3 separate regions of the Mus musculus genome follow, and all the other regions are linked to region 1. The links are chromatin contacts, called in public promoter capture Hi-C maps. All regions are on one chromosome and are shown on one strand. The core of a region is the stretch at or near the end of the contact, and the rest is flanking DNA. Distances in the headings are between cores, read along the strand shown.

The links. Capture Hi-C pulls out chosen DNA fragments and counts their contacts.
Region 2: a promoter capture Hi-C map of liver shows a contact between it and region 1. The contact joins two enhancer-like sites. A contact is called at or near these places in 4 of 484 Hi-C or Micro-C datasets (bone marrow-derived DN2 thymocytes, bone marrow-derived macrophages, embryonic fibroblasts and 1 more), 12 of 115 datasets of contacts at active chromatin or transcription factors (bone marrow-derived macrophages, craniofacial prominence, embryonic basal ganglia and 7 more) and 3 of 9 other capture datasets (adipose tissue, liver and pancreatic islet).
Region 3: a contact with region 1 is called in a promoter capture Hi-C map of liver. The contact joins two enhancer-like sites. A contact is called at or near these places in 5 of 39 promoter capture datasets (HPC-7-derived erythroid cells, cranial neural crest, frontonasal cranial neural crest and 2 more), 5 of 484 Hi-C or Micro-C datasets (the HPC-7 cell line, bone marrow-derived DN2 thymocytes, bone marrow-derived macrophages and 2 more), 10 of 115 datasets of contacts at active chromatin or transcription factors (bone marrow-derived macrophages, craniofacial prominence, embryonic basal ganglia and 7 more) and 3 of 9 other capture datasets (adipose tissue, liver and pancreatic islet).

What each region holds. Positions count from the first base shown.
Region 1 is chr4:139,109,784-139,114,268 of GRCm38.p6, reverse strand. All of the region lies in intron 1 of Micos10 (mitochondrial contact site and cristae organizing system subunit 10), which reads left to right. Among named protein-coding and RNA genes, the nearest start is that of Nbl1, 19 kb to the right of the region's middle. Within about 2 kb of position 2,703, at least 32 of the 459 cell types and tissues checked have an H3K27ac peak or open chromatin away from gene starts, as enhancers often do. A contact at or near this core is called in hepatocytes and liver, where this site is marked.
Region 2 is chr4:139,271,226-139,275,666 of GRCm38.p6, reverse strand. All of the region lies in intron 4 of Capzb (capping protein (actin filament) muscle Z-line, beta), which reads right to left. Among named protein-coding and RNA genes, the nearest start is that of Slc66a1, 37 kb to the left of the region's middle. Within about 2 kb of position 2,201, at least 10 of the 459 cell types and tissues checked have an H3K27ac peak or open chromatin away from gene starts, as enhancers often do. A contact at or near this core is called in hepatocytes and liver, where this site is marked.
Region 3 is chr4:139,296,665-139,301,267 of GRCm38.p6, reverse strand. Slc66a1 (solute carrier family 66 member 1) reads left to right here. Exons shown (of 9, transcript NM_145384.3): 6 at 1-18; 7 at 164-256; 8 at 857-1,042; 9 at 2,299-2,738. The coding sequence ends at 2,376. Among named protein-coding and RNA genes, the nearest start is that of Slc66a1, 12 kb to the left of the region's middle. Within about 2 kb of position 2,112, at least 38 of the 459 cell types and tissues checked have an H3K27ac peak or open chromatin away from gene starts, as enhancers often do. A contact at or near this core is called in liver, where this site is marked.

The DNA of each region.
Region 1 (4,485 bases), core at 1,454-3,953:
CTGATGACCGTGAACACGTGAGCCAGTGACTGTACTGTAAGAGGATTAACTAGTATGCTTTTGACATCTTTTGAGTTCTACAATGACAACAACAGAGTTTAGTACTTGTTACTGAGCTCTTCGCTGTCAGTCCTAGAGCCGCCGCTGCAGTAAGCAACCCTCCAGGGCAGATTGTTTTCCCTGGGGCTGAGCAGGCTGGGGCTGGGCCTGGTAAGTGATTGACATAAAGTTGGGGATTACCTTGAGGCCTTCATGCCGCCCGCCCGCTGGCAGGAGAGTGGTCCTCCAGTGTTTACTGCTTGTCTCTTCTGTCAGACACTGGTGGGCACACAGTTAAGGACTGGGGGTTTCCAAGCCTTTTCACGTGTATAATAAGCAGCTGAGTGGGCATGGGCTCTCCTGTAACACCATGGGAGCTGTACAAAACCGAGTGGAGATGCTCTCCAGTTTTATTTTTAGATACAGATTAAGTTTTAGCCCTGATAACTTGCTGGTTCCAGTCTTATGAATAGTGAATCCTTTTTTAAAATGTTAAATGTACACTAGAGTGTGAGGTCTTAGAAAATAGTCATTTAAGAAGTTTTTTGTGAGACTGGACAGTGGTGGCACATACCTGTAATCCAGTACACAGGAGGCAGAGGCATGCTGATCTCTGAGTTCCAGGCCAGCCTTGTCTACAGAGTGAGTACCAAGAGAGCCAGGGCTACACAGAGAAACCCTGTCTTGACACTCTACCTCCAACAAAAACCAAACAAACAAACAAAAAGCTTTTTTGTTGTTGGTTAATAAAAAGAATCTGTGATAGGTTCCTCCCCACCATATGACCTCCCCCCAAGATGATTTTGCTCTGTTGTACCACCTGGCCTTAAACACCTGGGTCTCCTTGTTCCCTCGGCCTCAGAAGTAGCTGGGACTGTAGACTTGCAACCCAGTGGGTTTTTTGTTTGTTTGTTTTAAAGATTTGTTTATTATATGTAAGTACACTGTAGCTGTCTTCAGACACACCAGAAGAGGGAGTTAGATCTCATTACAGATGGGTGTGAGCCACCATGTGGTTGCTGGGATTTGAACTCAAGACCTCTGGAAGAGCAGTCAGTGCTCTCAACCATCTCTCCAGCCCCCCCCAATGGTTTTCAATAAACATTAACAAATTGTTTATTACATCTGTTCACTCTATTTTATATGAATGTATATTTGTACACCACATGTGTGCTTGGTGCCCGCAGAAGTCAGAAGAGGGCATTGGACCCCCTAGAACTAGAGTTAAGAATGGTGGCAAGCCACCATGTGAGTGCTGGGAATCAAATATGGGTCCTCTGTAAGAGCAGCCAGTGCTCAACTGCTCAGCCATCTCTCCAGGTCCCCCCAACCAGTGATTTTTTTTTTTTAATGTCCTACAGGGAATCTCTGTATGACTTTTTGTTCTTTCTCTGGGACTGCTCATCCCTTGTTGGGAGTGTGATGCAGTTTCAGCCTCCACAGAGTGGGCCACACAGGGTCATGCTTTGCTCCAGCTTGTTCTGCAGAGCCTGATGGTGACAGCAGTCAGCTTATGGAGCCTCTTGGGAATTCCTGCAGGTTGGGTTTTCTTTCATCTACAGTAACGTGGACTTTGTGCCTAATCTGTAGCCTGGGAGCAGATTCTGTGTCTGAATGTTTCACCCCGTGATTACCCTGTGTTACAGCGTACATTCTACCTTTAAAGTTACTTAAAAGCATGCATTTAGGCACAAGATAAATCCATGCTATATGTGTAGTTGTTAGAAATTGCATTCTCTGTGTCAGGAGCTAGAGAGATGGCTCAGTGGCTAAGAGCACTTAACTGCTCTTGCAAAGGACCTAGGTTCTGTTCCTTAGCACCCACATATGGTCATTCAGTCATGTGTAACTAATTCCTTCTCCTGACCTCCATGGATACCAGGCACACACTTGGTGCATGTACATAAATGAAGGCAAGACACCCATACTCACAAAATAAATCATAAAATCTTCATGTTAAAAAACCAAACAGTGTCAGAGAAGCCAGCAAGTGCTTAGCTGGTAAAGCGTGTGTGACACACACACATACATTCACACACACAGATGGAATAATAGCAACTTAAAAACCAGCACCAAGGCAAGGGGCTGGAGAGATGGCTCAGTGGTTAAGAGAGATGACTCACTGCTCTTCCAGAGGTCCTGAGTTCAATTCCCAGCAACCACACAGTGGCTCACAACCATCTGTAATGGGATTCGATGCCCTCTTCTGGTGTGTCTGATTACAGCTACAGTGTACTCATAAAATAGATAAGTGAGTAAATAGATAGATAAATAATGAACCAAATGACCAGCTAAGGAACTGCTCCACTCCCAAAAAATGTTTCTTTGCCGATTACTGACACACAAGTCAGCAAGTGTGCACCAGATTGCATGGTTAGAGTAATTTGAAATAATGTCTTTGGAAAGATTTATGCCAATTCTTTTTCCTCTCTAAAAGAACTGGCTGCAGAAAACATGGGCTCTGGGCCTGATGTCAGTCTTGTGTTGTTTCCCCCTTGTCCCCCTCTCCCTGATGACTGGTCTTGGCTGTGCGTGTGGAGATGTGTGCTGATAAGCCACACTCTGAACCTGAGGGTTCTTTGTCATTTCAGACAGCATGGGCTTTTGAGAGCACCAAGCTGGGAGACAAAGTTATATAAACTGCATTCGTAGTTAAATATTTGCTTTCAGGGGAGGGGAAAAAATGCTTTGTACTTTTCCCTTTGGCTTTTCTTCCAGCAGAGCTTGTCATGCAACAACAAGAAGTGGCCAAAGGCAGAGAAGACGCTTCTCTCTGTGCTGCTTTGTTTTTATTGTAAGGCAAACCTTTCCTGTCCAATTGTTCTAAAGTTAAACCTGGCCTAGAGGTGCCAGGCTTGAGTGGAAGCAGCTGCAGAGTCCCCAGGCCAGGTGGGACTGTCTTTGAAGCAGCATGCTGCCTTTTCAAAGAGAAGGAGCGAGCGAGGGCTTGACTCCGGGGAGCTCAGCATTCCAGCCTTGGCATCTCTGACTGCAAGTGTGCTAGCTATTACAGGTGAAGCAGATAGGAACCCTTTTCTTGTACAGAGTAGTCCTGTTTGTGTCTCAGTAATCCAGAGATGGAGGGTGGAGTCTCAGTTAGGAATTAAAAATGTAGCAGCCCCAGTCTAATTAAGGTTCCTTGAGAACTGGGTTTGGCTGGGGCTTTGAGCTCAGTTATACTTTCAGATGAATACAGTTGGCAGGAGCTGGCTAGCTTGGTTGGTAAACTGAACTCTTGATGGCCCGTTCTTGGTTGGTGTGGGCGTGGCTCATCTTTTGATTGAGTGGTGCTGATAGCTGTGGGCTCAAGCATCACTAGGAAGCAGCTAGCGTCAGAGAGCTTGCTTTCTTTGGGAAAAATGTAAGAGCAGACCTGTAGTCAAAGGGACAAGAAGCATGCCACATTAGTTTCCTCTGGGCTTTTGACTCCTTTGGCAAAACCTTGCCTCCAGCTGGAGACCCGCAAAGGCCCTAGCTGTAGCCTACCTGCTTTCACTGACCTGCCTCTGTGAGCCAGTCCAAACCCTTTGCCCCATGCTCTAGGACCAATGTGCTGCTTCCTACTCACTCTGCAACTGCAAGGGGTGAAGCAAGTTGCCTTGAAACCAAACCTCCTGCCATTTTGTAAGCCAAGCAAGCAGTGGCAGATTCCAGGGCTTGGTGTAGCGATGACAGTAGTGTCTAGCCTCTGAAGTTCTACAGTCCTGCCAGGTAGGCTAGTCTGTGTGATATATGTGGTAGTGTTAGTCAAGGAAGAAACCTGAGCAAGCCCTCCTTGTTACTAGCCTGGCTGCCTAGTGCTCTGGGCTGGTGCGCCGAGAACATGGCTCATGTTCTAATTGCATCTTCACTCCTAGACATCGGGACACTCCAGTTCCCCATAGAAGGTAGTGTTGGTGGGCTGAAAGTAGAGGAGAATCCTCTTTCTGGATGTCCTGGGGACAGTGGCATAATGAGACTGGCAGAATTGGCCCCACTGGACTACTTTATAAGTGATAGGTTGTTTTGGCAAGTTATTTTCTACATCTGGAAAACTAGGACATACTACCATAGAAGTTTTAGTTTTTGAGGCAGGGTCTCATGTAGCTCAGGCTTGCTTTGAGCTTGCTATGTAAATAAGGATGGCCTTGAACTCCTTCCGGTCCTCTTGCCGCATCCTTTTCCCATGTATTGGGATTATAGGAGTGTACTAGCATGCCTGAAAATATTTGAGATAAAAAGAATTTTCTTGGGCTGAGAAATGGCTCAGTGGTTAAGAGCACTGGTTGTTCCTCCTGGTAGGGTGACAGTGAAGGTAGGGTTAGTTGTTCAGGTTCAATTCCCAGCACCCACATGGCCTCTTAAAACCATCTGTAACTTCAGGAAACCATCTGGAAAGAGGCTCCAACAGCCTCTTCTGGCCTCCATGGTCAAAAGGCATGTACAAGGTTTATAAATATAACTGCA
Region 2 (4,441 bases), core at 952-3,451, 160 kb before region 1:
AGAGAGGAAAGCACAGGCTCTTCTCGGGCCTCTCCCCTCATGGAAGGGGAAACAACAGAGGGACGCAATCACTACACACAACCCGAATGCCAAGAGGTCTGCTTAAATCAGGAGACAGGAGCTACCTCTCGGGAGAACCAGAGATGTCATTTTGGACAAGGTTGGGCTATGAAGGGAGGAGTTGAGCCCCACCTAGAAAGGCTCACAGCAGACTCAATGACAGATCACCAGGGTGTATGTGTGTGTGCGTGTGTGATCATCTTTACTGGTGTCAGAGAAGCAGGCATACATCAGCCATCAGTCTTATCAGAAGCCCTGGTGGCCCTGGCTGTCAACAGAGGAGAACAGACCTGTGGAGTGGTCTTGCAGGCCTTGAGAAACGGGAGTTTCAGGGGAGAAGCTATAGTTCCTCTGTTTGGGAATGACAAGGTAACCACTAGGTGACTTGGGAGACAAGGGGGTACCTTTGCACTGGATGAAGCAGGAGGCCCAAGGCAAAACCCTCCGAGGGGCTAGCCACTTCAGTGAGGCCCGTCAGGATTATGCACCTATGTGAACATATTCTCTACCCTCCTTAAGATCCTTAAAATGGATCATGATTTGTCTTCCGAGTCTCTGAAAACCCCTTTCCAGCTGCATATCATCAGTCACATTCGGAGTCCACGCCACAGTCTGCACTGCGGAACCAAAAAGCGAAAACATTCTACACTCACAGTGACCTCCTGGAGAGAAGTAAAAAGGGTCCTGGCCCGAGGACCTTGTGGAGGGTTTGATGCCGAGGTGTGCAGAGCCCGTGGATGGAAAGTTGCTTTGGGAACCTGAGCTGTAACTGTGATCCACCCAAATGGCAGCCTTGGCCAGCCCGAGCTGCAGATGGAACGAGGAGATGGGCCTTGAGTGGCTTTGGAAGCTGGCCTACAATCCTGCCTCCTGGAACAGTGGCCAGGTCCGAATGCAAAGGTTTCACATGCACTGAGTCCCGGGCCACAACCTTAAAAACAGAACAAAACAGCAAGGCCAAGGCCAGGACATTCCTGCTGGAGCTGACCTTCCAGTGCCCTCCAAGAAACTAACTGTGGTTCTAGGGTTCACAGGGACCTCCCTTCAGCCATGGGCATCTGCCCGGGTAACTGCCTCCGGTCTGGGCTCAAGCCATGAGACTCTAGTCTCCACGGTGCTGACCCAGGCCCACAGACCCATATGGCAGAGGCTTAAGGAAGAGATGAAGTCTCAAAGATGCTAGGTGGGGGTCTTCTTCTGAAGCTTCTTCTGATTGGTTAAATAAAGTCAAGGCGTCCAGGGATGGCCGCACACCTATAAGCCCACCCTCAGAAGGCCGAGGCAGGACGGTCTAGAGCTGGGCAACGTGGGCAAGGGCCTGTAAAGGTATGGCTGGAGACAGCTCTACGGGCGAGAGAACTTTCTGTGTAAACAAGAGGATCTACTTTTGAGTCACTAGCACCCACATAGAAAGATGGCCTTGGTCAGTGACGTGGCTTAGCAGGTAAGGACATCCGCTGCCAAGCCTGACAACTTTAGTTCAATCCCCGGGCCCACATGGCGGAAGGATAGAGCTAACTCCCACAGACTGTCTTCTGATCTCCATATGTACACCCATGTAAAATAAATACACTAAAAAAGTACGCTAAAAAGAGAAAAAAGCTGAGGCCAGATGTAGAGGTATACACCTCTGTAACCCCAGCACTTGGGAGGCAAAGGCAGGCGAAGCTAGTCTGGTCTACAGAGTGATTTCCAGTCTAGCCAAGGCTGCAGAGTGAGGCCCTGTCACAAGATCAAATCAAAACAAAACAGAAAATCCAAAACAAACGACAATCAACAAAAAAGAAAAGCCAGGCATTGTGCTTACCTGTCAACTTAGTGTTGGGGAGCAGAGACGGGCAAACCCAGGGAACTCACTAGCCAGCTACTCTCAGTGAAAGGCCAGCTTCAGGCTCAGTGAGAGACTCTACCTTATAGGAATAAGGGGGAGAGCAGTAGGGGAAGACACCCCAGGGCTCCTTTGGCTTCTCATGAGGACACACATGCAAACACACACACACACACACACACCCCTAAAATAAGGCTAAAACCAAAGCTGGGAATATTGATTGGTTTCCTCACGTGGGAACCTGAGTGTCATAAGAGCTGGCTCATAACCTCTTCCATCTTTCTCAAAAGCTCCTGTTACACAGTTCTAGGCACAGGCACTCAATAGCTCCCAGGGCAAAGGTTTGTTTCAGACACTGGGCACAGCTGAACACCTTACAACCACCTAGAGCAGAAAGGTCAACCTCCTCACCCTGTCTTCCCACAGAACTCCAGATGGCTCCCATGGACTCCTACAGTTTCCCAGTCTTTCAATCCTGCAGTGTGTCCCTCCTGTCACTATGATCCACCTGTCTACAGCTCACCAGGGCCCCTCCTATGGTGGGAGAACAGTACTCAGCTTAGCAGTCCACGGCAAGGCTCACGCCGAGCCTGTAGCCGCCCCAAGGACACCTGTGGCCAGCAACTTGTCTTCTTACGCATGGATTCAGACTCTGCTGTCACTCACAGGCCCTGGGCCACCCTCCCACAGAGATCTCTGTGACTCAGAATATATGAGAGGAAGAGGCAAGGCGAGAGAGTATGAATGCCTTCTAGACAGATACAGTGAGGCCCAGGCGAGGGCGCTGCAGGGGAAAACGAGGTCATGGAGGGGCTAGACTCTGGCACCTCTGTCAAGATGAAGACAGATCAAGACAAACGAAGGTCTCGAGACCTCTGAGAGATCCGATGACTAAGGCGGTTGGCGCAAAGGTATATCAGGGTCTAGTAAACCTGTTAGAATGGTCTAACCGGTGGATGCCCTTCATCTGTGCCAAGCTGGCAGTGGCAGCCACTCTTGGATTCTGAAACTTTCCCCTTGCCCACTTCACCCTTCTGTCACAGACAGGGCCTTCTGAGACCTCACTAACTAGAAGCACAAGATTGTCAGATGGCCGATGGGACATTTTTACTATGATTATCATGTAGACTGGCAGGGACAAGGTCACATAGGCAAGGCTCTCCTGCTTGATGACAGTTTGTGCTAGGGAGAAAAAACCCACAGAACAGATACATCCTAGCATGAATCGAGGTTCTAGCTCCCAGACAGTGACTTCTTCATGTTCCTCCCCAGTCTCTAAGTGCCAAGTCCTCAGTTACCAAGAGTGGTTGGCTTCTTGGATCACCCTTCACATCCTTCTGATGCGAGAAGGATGCTTCTCACAGGCGAGAGCGACTTAACTTCAGCTCGGGAATGAGAAGAGCCCCAGTGGCCCAGACAGGTGCTGAAGCTGGCTGCCTCCTATCTGTGACTAACATTCCTTTGTAACCCCTGGCTACAAACTCCTGATTTGCCTATCTCTGGCCAAGAGGAGAACCCAGGAGCTGCCCACATGGGCCAGAGTGATGCTCAGAGAACTGCAGACGTCCATAACTGCAGGGCTGGGCAATAGATGCTGTTCTAACTAGTTATACCAGCTCAGTGTAAGGGTGTCTGTTGACAGTATGTCTAGAGACAGGAGAGGGTGACAGATCAAGAGTCCTGCCTCGATGCCTATTAGCAGCATCCAACTATTCCCTTTTGGCCCCTATATGCGCTGAACTGCTCAGGAGGCCTTCCTGCAGAAACATGAAGTGCTGTTTGATGGGAGCAAAGTCTCACCTCCATGGCCCTGGGAGCTAGTCTTGGCTACACACAAAGCAGAAAAGTTAACCTTGGCTTTGGATGGCTAAGTTCAGATAAGATACAGATCCCAGTCACCCTTGTTTGTGCGATAACAGCTGTTTTTACCAGTTATAGAACATGTCTCAGTCTGCCCACAGACAAGGGGCAGGGATTCTGTGGAAATTCCTTCCAGTACACACAGGTGCAACAATCCCCTGAGCAAGCATACCGATCGACTTAGGCATGTGTGACTTTAATGCCAGCCATGCTCACACGTGCACATCTGGGCCGCGGCTGTCCTTTATGGTCTCTCTTTACAGCCTTCTGTTTTTTTACTCGAAGGAAAATGATGAAGACCTCTCTGGGAACAGCCGTGACTGGAGGGGCTCGGGGATCTGATGGGGCATCTACACTCAACACTGCAGCCATTGCCTCTGCATGGACACTCCTTACAGAAATGCAGCTGGCTCTGTGGAGCCCAGTCTTTCAGCAAGGCATCACTTGGGGCCCTGGGACTACCAAACCACTTCGATTCACCAAAGCTGTTTTTTTTTTTCTTTTTTTGGAAACTCATTTTAGGCTAGAGGCTTTGAATACATGACTTCAGAGCTAGAAAACCTGTAGGTGCTGGGGAGGTGGCTCAATGGGCCAAGTGCTTGCTATGTAAGCATGGGCATGTGAGCTGGGATCCCCACAACCCACATAAAACCGGGCAGTGTGGGTTTGCTGGCCAGCCAGGCTAGCTAAGCA
Region 3 (4,603 bases), core at 863-3,362, 190 kb before region 1:
GTGGAGCCAGGCAATAAGGTAGGAAGGAGATGATGGGTCTGTGGTGGTGGCATGGGGGGGCCACCTCGCCTTCCCCTGCATGATCACATAGATGTTACGTTGTGGGGAGACCACCCCTCTAAAGCTCCCACCAGATATTGAGTGTCCCCTTCCACCCTCCCAGCCCTTCACAAAGAAGGAGGTCATCGGCTTTGTCATCGGCTCCGCCTCCAGCTTGCTGTACCTGCTCTCGAGGCTGCCTCAGATTCGCACCAATGTGAGCTTTCAGGAGGGGTGGGGTCACATGGAGGAGGGCCGCCAGGTTAAGCAGTGGGATGGGTCAGGAGTTTTGTTCGGAAGATCTAAACCACAGCAGCAGATGACATGGGTAAAGTCACCCAGCTGGCTGCGTCTCTTTCCACCTCTGGGAAATTGGCTCCTTGACACACCTTTCATGGGGACATGCATGAGACTGTTTCCCAGCAGTGCTGGAGGTCAGGTGTGCGGGAACTGCTAAGCTGAGAAACCAGAGTGGACAGGAAGTGATGAGGACCCCTACTGGAGGCTTACCTGGCAGAAGGAGTCCGTGGGGGCCACAGCCAGGGCTACCCATGGTCCTGGGGGCAGTGCTTGGAGCTGGGATTTGGAGCTGACCATGGACAGGGAGTTTTGAGTGCCAAGCCCATAGTTGGTATGGGGCACACAATGAAAAACCAGCTAGGAGTATGTGTCATGGAGGACACACACAGGGACTGTGGCTGCATAGATTAGGCTTGGTCTTGGACTCATGATCCTCCTGCCTCAACCCCCCAAGTACGTGCTGGGGTTGTAGACAAGAACCCTCTTTGGGGTCTCTCACTCAGCCCCTCCCCCACAGTTCATACGGCAGTCAACCCAAGGCATCTCCTACTCGCTGTTCGCACTGGTGATGCTGGGGAACACGCTGTACGGGCTCAGCGTGCTGCTCAAGAACCCCGAGGTGGGCCAGAGTGAGGGCAGCTACCTGCTGCACCACCTGCCCTGGCTCGTGGGCAGCCTGGGGGTGCTGCTGCTCGACACCATCGTATCCTTCAAAGCGTGTGATGTTGGCACCGTTGTGTGGGCAAGACGGCCTCTGCTTCAGTGTGCACATCCCTGCCAGCCCACCCCTCTGTCTACATACTCATCCACCTGTCCATTAGCACATTCACCTATTCGTCCGTGTGTCCTTCCATCTACAATCCAGCCTTTAACCACCCTTCATTTACCCATCCAACCTCATCCACCCACCCATCACCCACTTAGACACCTATCCATCTATGCACTCACCTAATCATACACACATCCCATTTGTCCACCCATCCTTCATCTATAATCCAACATTTCATCCAACCTCCATTTACCTGTCCATCCCCATCCATCTACCCACCGTCTGTCCATCATCCATCCATCCATCTACCCACCCATCCATTATCTATCCATCCACCCATCTACCCATCTTCCAGTGTATCTGCCCATCCAGTCTCCCACCCACCTGTCCATTCACTCGACTACCCATTCAGTTTCCCATTTATCCATCCATTTATTCACCCACACCCACCCATCCACCCATCTGTGTGTCCATCAGTCCATCCATGATGGGTGGACCCAGCCAGGACCAGTCCCATCAGTGAGCAAGGACAGAGCGTGCACTAGGTTTTGGGGTGGTTACCTAACTTCAGTGGCACCCAGCGCCGTGGAGTGAATCACCACTGGACTCTCCTGGTTTGGGGGAGACAGAGGCCCCAGCAGGTCATCGCACCGGGACTGGGGGAGAAGTTATTCAGGCACAAGGGAACAGAGTCCCAGCACAGCCTGTGCAAAGGCCCCAAGGGACAGAAGAGTGTGTGCACTGTGGAAACGAGAGCTGAGTCATGGAGACAAGCTTGTGTGGGCTTCACTCCTCTTCTCCGTTTCCTCCCTGATGACAAGGGTGAACTGCCAGTCAGACCCTCAGGGTTTCAGTCACTGTCCCTGCTGGCATCAGTGTCTGAACACCCTCTCCATGTGACCTGTTAGTGTTGCCAAGTGGTTCAGCTGGACGTTATTTGGCAAGAAGTAAACACGGTCTTTGTGTCAACATTTGGAGAGTCCCAGTGGGACGTGGTGAGAGAGAAAAGCTTAAAGTCTAGAGGGCCCATGTGGCCCAGCCTCTGGGTGTTGTAGGGAGGAAGAGCGCCCTATTCCAGGGTCCCTGATGGCAGAGTCAGGGCATCAAGGAGGGCACTCGGTGGTGGGAGAGCAAGGCGACAGGAGCAGGGCTGGCCCAGTGTGGCTGCAGTACCTTAACAGTGTCCTCAGATCTCCATCCAGTTCCTGGTGTACAGAAGCCATGAGACTGCTGCTGCCTCAGAGCGAGAGCCCCTCCTCCCCAGCTGATCATCGTCCTGGATGATGGGAACCTCAGCTGCCAAACCAGGAAGGATGAGGTGTGGGCAGAGATACTGCCGCCGCTGGACTGGGCCTAGGGGGCTGCCTGGAACTCTGGGCCTGGCTGCCTAGAACTCCTCCTGACCTTCAGACAGATCTGGAGTTGGCTTGTGCTGCACAGGGGCATACATCTCAGGTGTATGACAGCTGCCCGAGGAGCCTCTAGGGCACCCATAGCTGAGACCCCAGAAGACGGTATGGTCACCTCCCATCTACCTACCTCAATCTGACTGTACTCTTGGTTACATCATAGTCAGGGGACCCAGGGTTGTCCCTCTGACTGGATACAACCTAGTAAATGGTACCTTCCAGCTGGGCCTGTTTCTGCTGCTCCTTCCCGTGGTGCTTAGGGTCCAGGCAGGGAGATAGGGGGACCATGTGTAGCCTCCGTGGCCCTTGGCATCCTGACTTGTATCTCTCTGCCCTCTTGTACACAGACCTTACCCTGCTGTGACATGGAGCAAAGGGGACACCAGTGGGCTCTTTGTTCGTGGGGCTCTGGAAGAAGCAGATAACTAAGGGCAGGATTTGGTTGAGCATCACCAGGGGCACTTGGCATGACCACACGACCACCCTCTGTGTCCTTGCCAAGGCTGCGTAGGTAGGGTGAGGCGGTTAGCCCAAAGGGAGATGTGTAGTCAAGTGTCTCGCAGGAACTCAGTGACAGTTGCCTTTGAAGTAGAGCAGAGGGGCAGACTGGTGCCTTCCTGAAGAAGGTGGAGACCGGAAGAACAGATGGAGGACAAAGCCAACAGGAGACAGGGCCCAGAGGTGATGAGGACAGAGAGGAGGGAGAAAGGTTGCTCCCCGCTGTCTTTGTTACACCACCTTTTGGGGACAGAGGACCAGCCCCCTTCCTCGCTGGCCTCAGCTTACTCATACATTATTGTAGGTGCAGAAAGTTAGATGCAGGCCAGGGGCTACCTGCCAGAGACAAACAGGGCAGCCACCTCTGAGTGCTGTCTCATTGTCTTTGCCCACAGCTAAAGAGAAGGTCCTGGCACAGACCCAGGTGAGGCATGTGGTGCTCCTGGTCCCTACTCCCAGCCCACTGCTGCCCTCAGGTGATCTTTCAGCTCCATGCCATCCTGGGACTTGGCGCTATGCTAGTTTCCTAGGGCCAGATGGCACCTTTTCCAAATCCTGAAGATCTGGGGCCTCAGTAAGGCACGTGACCCCAGGCGCAGGCCTGAACTGAAGCTGCACAGGCAGGAGAAAATGAGATGGCAGCCCTGCCCCTGGGTCTGTCAGGAGGGGTGACACTCCTTCGTGGGGGACTTGGCTTTGACAGAGGGGGTACAGTCTCAGAAAGATTACATTTCTCCAAACTTTGATTTCTTCTGTCTTCTGGAAGCTTGCTCCAGTGCTCCAAGTAGGGGTCAGAGAAGAGGGCTTGCAGAACCTGGTGGCCTGGTTATTATATCTGTTAGGTGAGGGCTTCACAGACTTAAGCATCTCAAGCCTGTTTCCGCTCCCGGGAGCCGTGTGACTTAGGCCAGTTCCCTCTGTTTCCCTCTCCCACAACACTGGAAACAGCGTTACCGACCTCTGACCCTCGGCGCTGCCTGCATGAGTTGTACGTTTGGTTTTATGCCCCAGGATCTGGCACATGGGTGAAGAAATGGTGACTACATTACTGTCCCCATCCAAGGGGATGTAGACATCTCATACCTCCCTGGGGGACAGCCATCTTGACTAACACAACCCTGCTGTCATGATGGCCCCACTGCTACTGAGAGCGAGAAACTCCACAGCTGGCTTCCACGTCTTCTCCCTGGCCCACACTTCTTGCTTCTTGCAGGTCATGGAGTGGTGGGGTGCCCATCCTGATGTGGCCTGCCGTACAACAACAGGCTCCTCCTCAGCCTCGTGTGTGGACTTTCTGGTTCCAACCAGGCTCAGCCACAGAAATGGAAATCTCATGCCAGGAGAGTCCCCCACGCCAGGAGAGTCCCCCTCGTCACTCTTAGGGAGGAAGTGGGGGGTGGGGGAGGAGGCTGGACCATGTGCCTGCAAGTGGTTATATTGAGACAGGGCCTTCCGTAGCTCAGACCAGCCTAAAACCCACAATCCTCCTGCCTCTGCTTCTGAGTACAGGGACTACACACAGGTGTATGTCATCATGCCTGGCGTCTATAAGATGCCCTAGAGGAAAGCCCTCTCCTGTGCCTGGACC